Regions from separate parts of the Anser cygnoides genome. Here region 1 is linked to region 2. A link is a contact called in public Hi-C data. All regions are on one chromosome and are shown on one strand. Each heading gives the region's core, a stretch centred on a gene start, on an enhancer-like site or on the middle of the called end of the contact. The rest is flanking DNA. Distances are from core to core; before and after follow the strand shown.

Region 1 (2,700 bases), core at 72-2,571, 69 kb after region 2:
TGTATAGCAGATCCAAAACTCAGCAGCAAGGGACTAGCACTGCTAAATCTCCAATGCTTTTTCACTGCTGATTAACAGCAGGATACAGTCCTACCTCTCCATAGGACTGCCATGAGAACTGATGCTCATTTCAAAACTGAAGAAGAGAGGAGAGCACTGGGCATTTGGGGTTTCAACATTTTGGCTTTCTGAAAGCGACTTTCAAACATTCAAGCAAGAAAGTTTCAGAACTGTAAGGATAAATTAGCTGCTTTAACCCCTCTCAGAGAGGGTACAGAGAAAGTTATAAAATCTAGCTTTTATAAAAGTCATTAAAAACTTTAAAATTTCAAATAAGCAGCTTATTAATATATTGTTTCTAATTTCTACAGAATGGGTAATGCCTTAATTAACAGGACTGTGGCCTGCATGTGCAATTCCAGTTACGCATTTGCTACTTGAGAGCATTTACTCACTTCCTCATTCTTTGTTTTATCCACTGGAGGTTTCTGTACTTTGATCTTTTCTTCTGCATTTCCAACAGAAGCAGCTTGAATTCCCGGTTCAGAGGCAGTAGCCAGGCTGCCCGGCTCTGGAGTCAGGCTCTGTCCTGCCACGCAGCCAAGCGCTGGCAGGCTGCCCTGCATGATGAACTGAACCGTGGGCTGGCTGACAGGCGCGTAGGGGGGGAGGCTCGAGGGCAGAGGTGGCGTCAAAGGTAGGTTTTGACAGAACACCTGTGAAAAAGAGACCGTTTTGTAAATGCCTGTCCTCAAAAGAGCGAGCATCAGATCGGTACTTTCAGAGCAATTTTTATCCACTGAAACAGGCAAGTCATTAGTAGTGTAAATCAGGGAGGCTGCAGTCCGCCCCTCAGCTAGGTCTCTGCGCGCCAGGAACCAGCAGGAGCCCCACACAGCATTTCACTGGTGGGCAGCACACAGGCAAGGACTGATGGCACAGACCAATGCCAACAGGCCATTTTATTTTTTATTTTTTGCACAGCCTGATTGCAATCAGCGAGATGCTCAGAGCTTTTCAAGCAACACGGTTGTTCATCAGGGAAGTGCTGAAAATGGAAGCTGCACACACAGTGCAGAATGAAAGGGAGATGTGCTTCTTCAGCTGTAAGAATCACCCGAAAGATTAAATGATTAGAGGATTGCTGAGGCGTATGGGCTTTATGAAATGCACTACACGCAGAGGAAGGCGAGCTCTGCCATGAGGGGAGGGTGTTGTACAACAAGGGCACAGATGAGGTGGGATGCCTTCCATGACACTGGGCTGTCAGAATAGGAACCAACCTGAGAGGAATCTAGATCAGGAAACATAGGCTCGGGAATCATATAATTGGTTGGAGGAGGCTCATTTAACTGCACCTGATTTAATGTTTGGTTCAAGTCCTCTGCCTTCCAGGCCCCTTCTTTTGCTCGCTGAAGTTTGTAAAACGGCATCCCTAGGTTCCCCAAGAGAAGGAAAAAAAATTTGAGAACAAAATAAACCTTGTGGGTCAAAAATTCAAAGCAGTTATACATAAAAAACCAACAGTGAAGATGGTCCTAACAACAAGGCTGGCTATTAAAGGACTTTGTTTAGCAATCATCAACATTTTAAAGCTGATAAGAGAGGGCTTATCATCCACTTGTGCAATTGTTTTTTAGTGGGTTTCTGTGAGAGGAACCAATGAGAACCACACAACTGTCAATACACATAGCACAGGGCACCTGAGTCGAGCTGTTCCGAGCAGCTTTGGCTTAGCAGAGCTCACAGGAGCAAGCTGTAAAGACGTGCAGCACTGCTTGGTTTTGAATAATCTTAAATTCTGAAGGATAAATCATTCTAGTTAAACGCAGGAAGCACGGAACGCAGACTGTCAGTTCAGAGATCAGGTTGCAGTATGTGCTTCACAGCCAAACAGGTTGCCACCGGCTAGCCGAGCTGCTGAAGTGACAGCAACGATTCATTAACGTGATTCACCTCGTGTTCTTGGCAGGTGCAAGACGCAGGCATTCAGGATTGGGAACCACAGTATCACCCCAGCTCAGATGACAGAGCTATTACACTTACAACTTAAGCCGGGCACCTAAACCCTAAGCCTTACGCAGCCTGCTCCAACTGCTGCTTGTTTTCCCAAAGAGACTTACGTGGAGCTTTTCCAGCAGACAACACACCACTCTCTTCCTCTTGAAGATTCCAGGTCACTCTTTTCACCGGTGCTTTAGATTTCAACATGGGACCCTGAGGTACCACCTCCAGTTCAGGTTTAGTGAAATCACTGGTTTTCTCCGTTGACACAAGGCACTCATCTTTAACCTCTCTCACACAATCTGTTATTTTGCTCTTGGATGAGCTTTGAATTGGCTCAGCCTCAGGCTGAGCTTGCACAATAACCTCTTTCTTCGGAGGTGGCTCCATCAGAGGCGGACACAACGCAGTATTTTCTATTTTAACTGTAATCTCCAGGTTCGTATTGCTACAGCTACCAAGTAATGCTGGATCACTGTTGGTCGTTAATTCAGTTTCAGCCAAAGAATCCATGCTGCCAATTGGAACACAGCTGTTTGTGATCTCTGGCACAAGGAATGCGGCTTCGCTTGCCACTTCCTCACAAATGGGCTCTACCTTTATAGTTTCTTGGGCCTCTCTCTGTTGAACAGAGGTCTCAGCCTGTATTTCCTCAAGTTTGACGTTGGGTTGGATGGTTATGGAAAACTGTTCCAG
Region 2 (2,700 bases), core at 190-2,689:
TCTTTTTTTTTTCTCCTCTTTGACTGTAATGTGTACACCTCTTTAACTCTCATAATCCGACCCTCTTCCACCTCCTATAGCCCTACAGATCTCCAGCAGCATGATCCAGGGCCTCCAACAGTGCATTTCCCATGCATGCCATGCCTTCTGCTTCCAGCTCCTGCTAATCGCAGCCCTCCTCTAGCCGCCAGGGGCTAACAGACCCAGATAAAATGCTTCCAGCCCATACGTGGCTTAAACATTAATAAAACTAATTGGTGAGAAATGAAAGCCTAAGCAAAGCTCAGATCAGTTTGTTAATTATAAAACAACACAGGCAAAGCCTGGCGGTGTCCAGGCAGGGGTTTTAAACTCTTGACACGGCCCCGACAGTGAAGTGGTGTACAATTCCCGGTGAAGGACCCGAAGGGAACGTGGACGGGGCAGTCAGCTTGCAGGGGCTGCGCTCAGTTTGTCTGCTGTTGGCCAGGCAAAAATGCTACAGAGCAGCACACAACCATCGGACGGCTCTGTTACGGGACAGGTGGTAGCTCTGGTGTTTTGAGGCCTGGCTGGTCCAGCCATGACCCTACAGAGCTTGCTAGGAGGGAGCACAGAAGCTACCCTGCCAGTAGATAAGTTTTCCTGCTGATCAGTACCGTACGGTTTCTCTTCATGCCCATACTTGACCGTGTTATGCTGCTCTTAAAAGGGAAAGAAAATCCGAGTCCCCTCAAATGCACCGTTTTCCCCCAAAAGGAGGATCACAGCAGCTTTCACTGGGAAAGGTATGGGGCAGAGCCCCAGCCCAGAGCTGCCTTGAGGTGAGCCTGTCATCCTCATTAGTTGTACGTTGTTCAGATAAAGCAAACATCCTTTGGTACAGATGTGTGTCCATGTTCTGAACTCCGCAGAAATAAATTTTGTGTTCTTAAAGCACACAATTTCTTCTTATTTTCCCGTAAATCTCTGTGGCCTGAAAACCCATGGGGAGAGTCTGACGCTCGCTCCAGACCTCAGCTCCCTTGAAGAAGCTCTGTGCCTGGGAAATGTAGCAGCCAGGCAGGCATCGTGAAGGTGGAAAACTTTGCCTCTACCCTTCCTGCCTCGCAGTAGGCCTGTGTCTTCGACCCGTGCTGGTGGTTGCTTAGGGAAGGCGGGATAGGATCCTTCTGCACGATTTGCTCATTGAACACCGGAGCAGCTCTTGCCTTTTCCAGGTAGGAGACAGTGGAAGTGGGAAATGTGCAAAGGGTAGCAGGGATGCTCGGAGAAGAACATCACGGAGCATTTTTCATTCTCTTGGGAAGGAATGAAGACTGAGTAGGTGGTTGCCATCCGCTCTTTCACGACTAGGTGGCAGCAAATGAAATAGTCCAACAGCACCTGCCAAAAGAGCCCAAAGGAAGTACTTTTTCTCCCCCCGCTGTGCATAGTTCTACAGCTGACTCATTGCTGTGAAATGTTTGAGGTCAAACTATAAATGTTGCGTTCGGAAAGTAATTGGGTAAATTGGTGGGAAAACGATCTGCTGCAAGCCAAGTGAACGCAGAGAGCCGAGCGCCTTCCCGAGCCTTTCTCAGGCAGGAGGTGAGTAAGACAGCAACAATGGGGCACGTGGAAGGCTGGAGCGGGCAGAGGGAGCGGATCAGGCATCCCTGCTTGCTTTCTCTGGAAAGGCCAGAGGGTTGCTGCGAGTCTCGCTTCGGCTTCTGCTGGAGCCTCCCCGTGGACACGGGGAGACCCCGGGCAGAGGTGGCTGCTGCCTTCACCCCTCCTCGGAGCCGGGAGGATTTCGGTGGTGACCCGTAACAACCAGGCAGCACCATCCAAAGGCAGAGCAGACGCAGGATTCCCACCATTAAACTTGGACACATCTGCTCTGCCTTGATTTTACTGAAGGTCTCTGCAGAGAGCTGCAGCCGGAGGCGTCTTCCAGCACTGGCCGTGAGCAGGAGGTGAGGACACGCAGCGCTCCGGGGGGCCCCTGGGCAGGTCCCAGCTGCTCCAGCTCTGCCAGCTCTCTGCCATGGGCCAGACCCAGTCTTCTGGAAGTGCTGAGCAACACCAGGTTTAGGCACAGCAGCTCTGCGTGTTCAGGAGAGAGCAGGGCTCGTGCAGGGTGTGGCTGCAGCCCCTCTGGAAGGTCCTGTCTCCCCACTGATGAACCTGGCTGATTAGGCTTCTGGTTATGCTTTGCTCTTCTGATAAAGGGAAGCTTTAGACTGCAGCGAGGAGGACAGGCGAGCTGGCTGAGGGGCGTTGTAACAGGACGGCCGGGGGAGGATGTGAGCTTAGGTACGGGTCTTCTCCTTGCTGCTGCTTTTAGCAGGCTCACCCTCCCCCTGAAAGCAGTAACACCTAGCCAGAAGAGGGACAAATGTTTTGGCATCTCTTCCCTCCGAGTTGGAGAAAAAGGCAATCCTCGTGATTCTCAGCTTCTCCCCGAGGACGGAGCTGAGATCAAGCAGGTGCTATGACGCTGGTTGGAGCTGCTCCCTCCCAGCGCCGCTTCCCACGCAGGTCGCTGGCCTCTGGGGCTGAGCATGTCCTTCAGCTGCTGCAGGGCAAGGAGCAGGCGGCTGGAGAAGATCCTGGTGAGGCTCTGATCCTGCTGCGCTGAGAGAAGCGAGAAGACGCTGTCAAAAATCCATTACGACAGATGATTTGGTCACAGCCCAGGCAGAGAAAAGAAGATCCCGCTGCTTAAACAAGATATTT

Evidence for each region. Hi-C and Micro-C count contacts between places; a contact is called where the count stands out from the background.
Region 1: a contact with region 2 is called in a Hi-C map of liver, with 2.6 times the contacts expected there. The contact joins the enhancer-like site here to the promoter of SLC25A22 in region 2. A contact is called at or near these places in 2 of 7 Hi-C or Micro-C datasets (both in liver).

Annotation. Positions count from the first base shown.
Region 1 is chr5:20,552,015-20,554,714 of Taihu_goose_T2T_genome, forward strand. PHRF1 (PHD and ring finger domains 1) reads right to left here. Exons shown (of 18, transcript XM_066997971.1): 14 at 2,124-2,700; 15 at 1,284-1,435; 16 at 456-716. Among named protein-coding and RNA genes, the nearest start is that of IRF7, 19 kb to the left of the region's middle. Within about 2 kb of position 1,322, at least 3 of the 3 cell types and tissues checked have open chromatin away from gene starts, as enhancers often do. A contact at or near this core is called in liver, where this site is marked.
Region 2 is chr5:20,482,695-20,485,394 of Taihu_goose_T2T_genome, forward strand. It overlaps SLC25A22 (solute carrier family 25 member 22), which reads left to right and starts at 1,440. Exons shown (of 10, transcript XM_048058588.2): 1 at 1,440-1,569. LOC136790931 (a long non-coding RNA gene) reads right to left here and starts at 1,314. Exons shown (of 3, transcript XR_010831836.1): 1 at 1-1,314.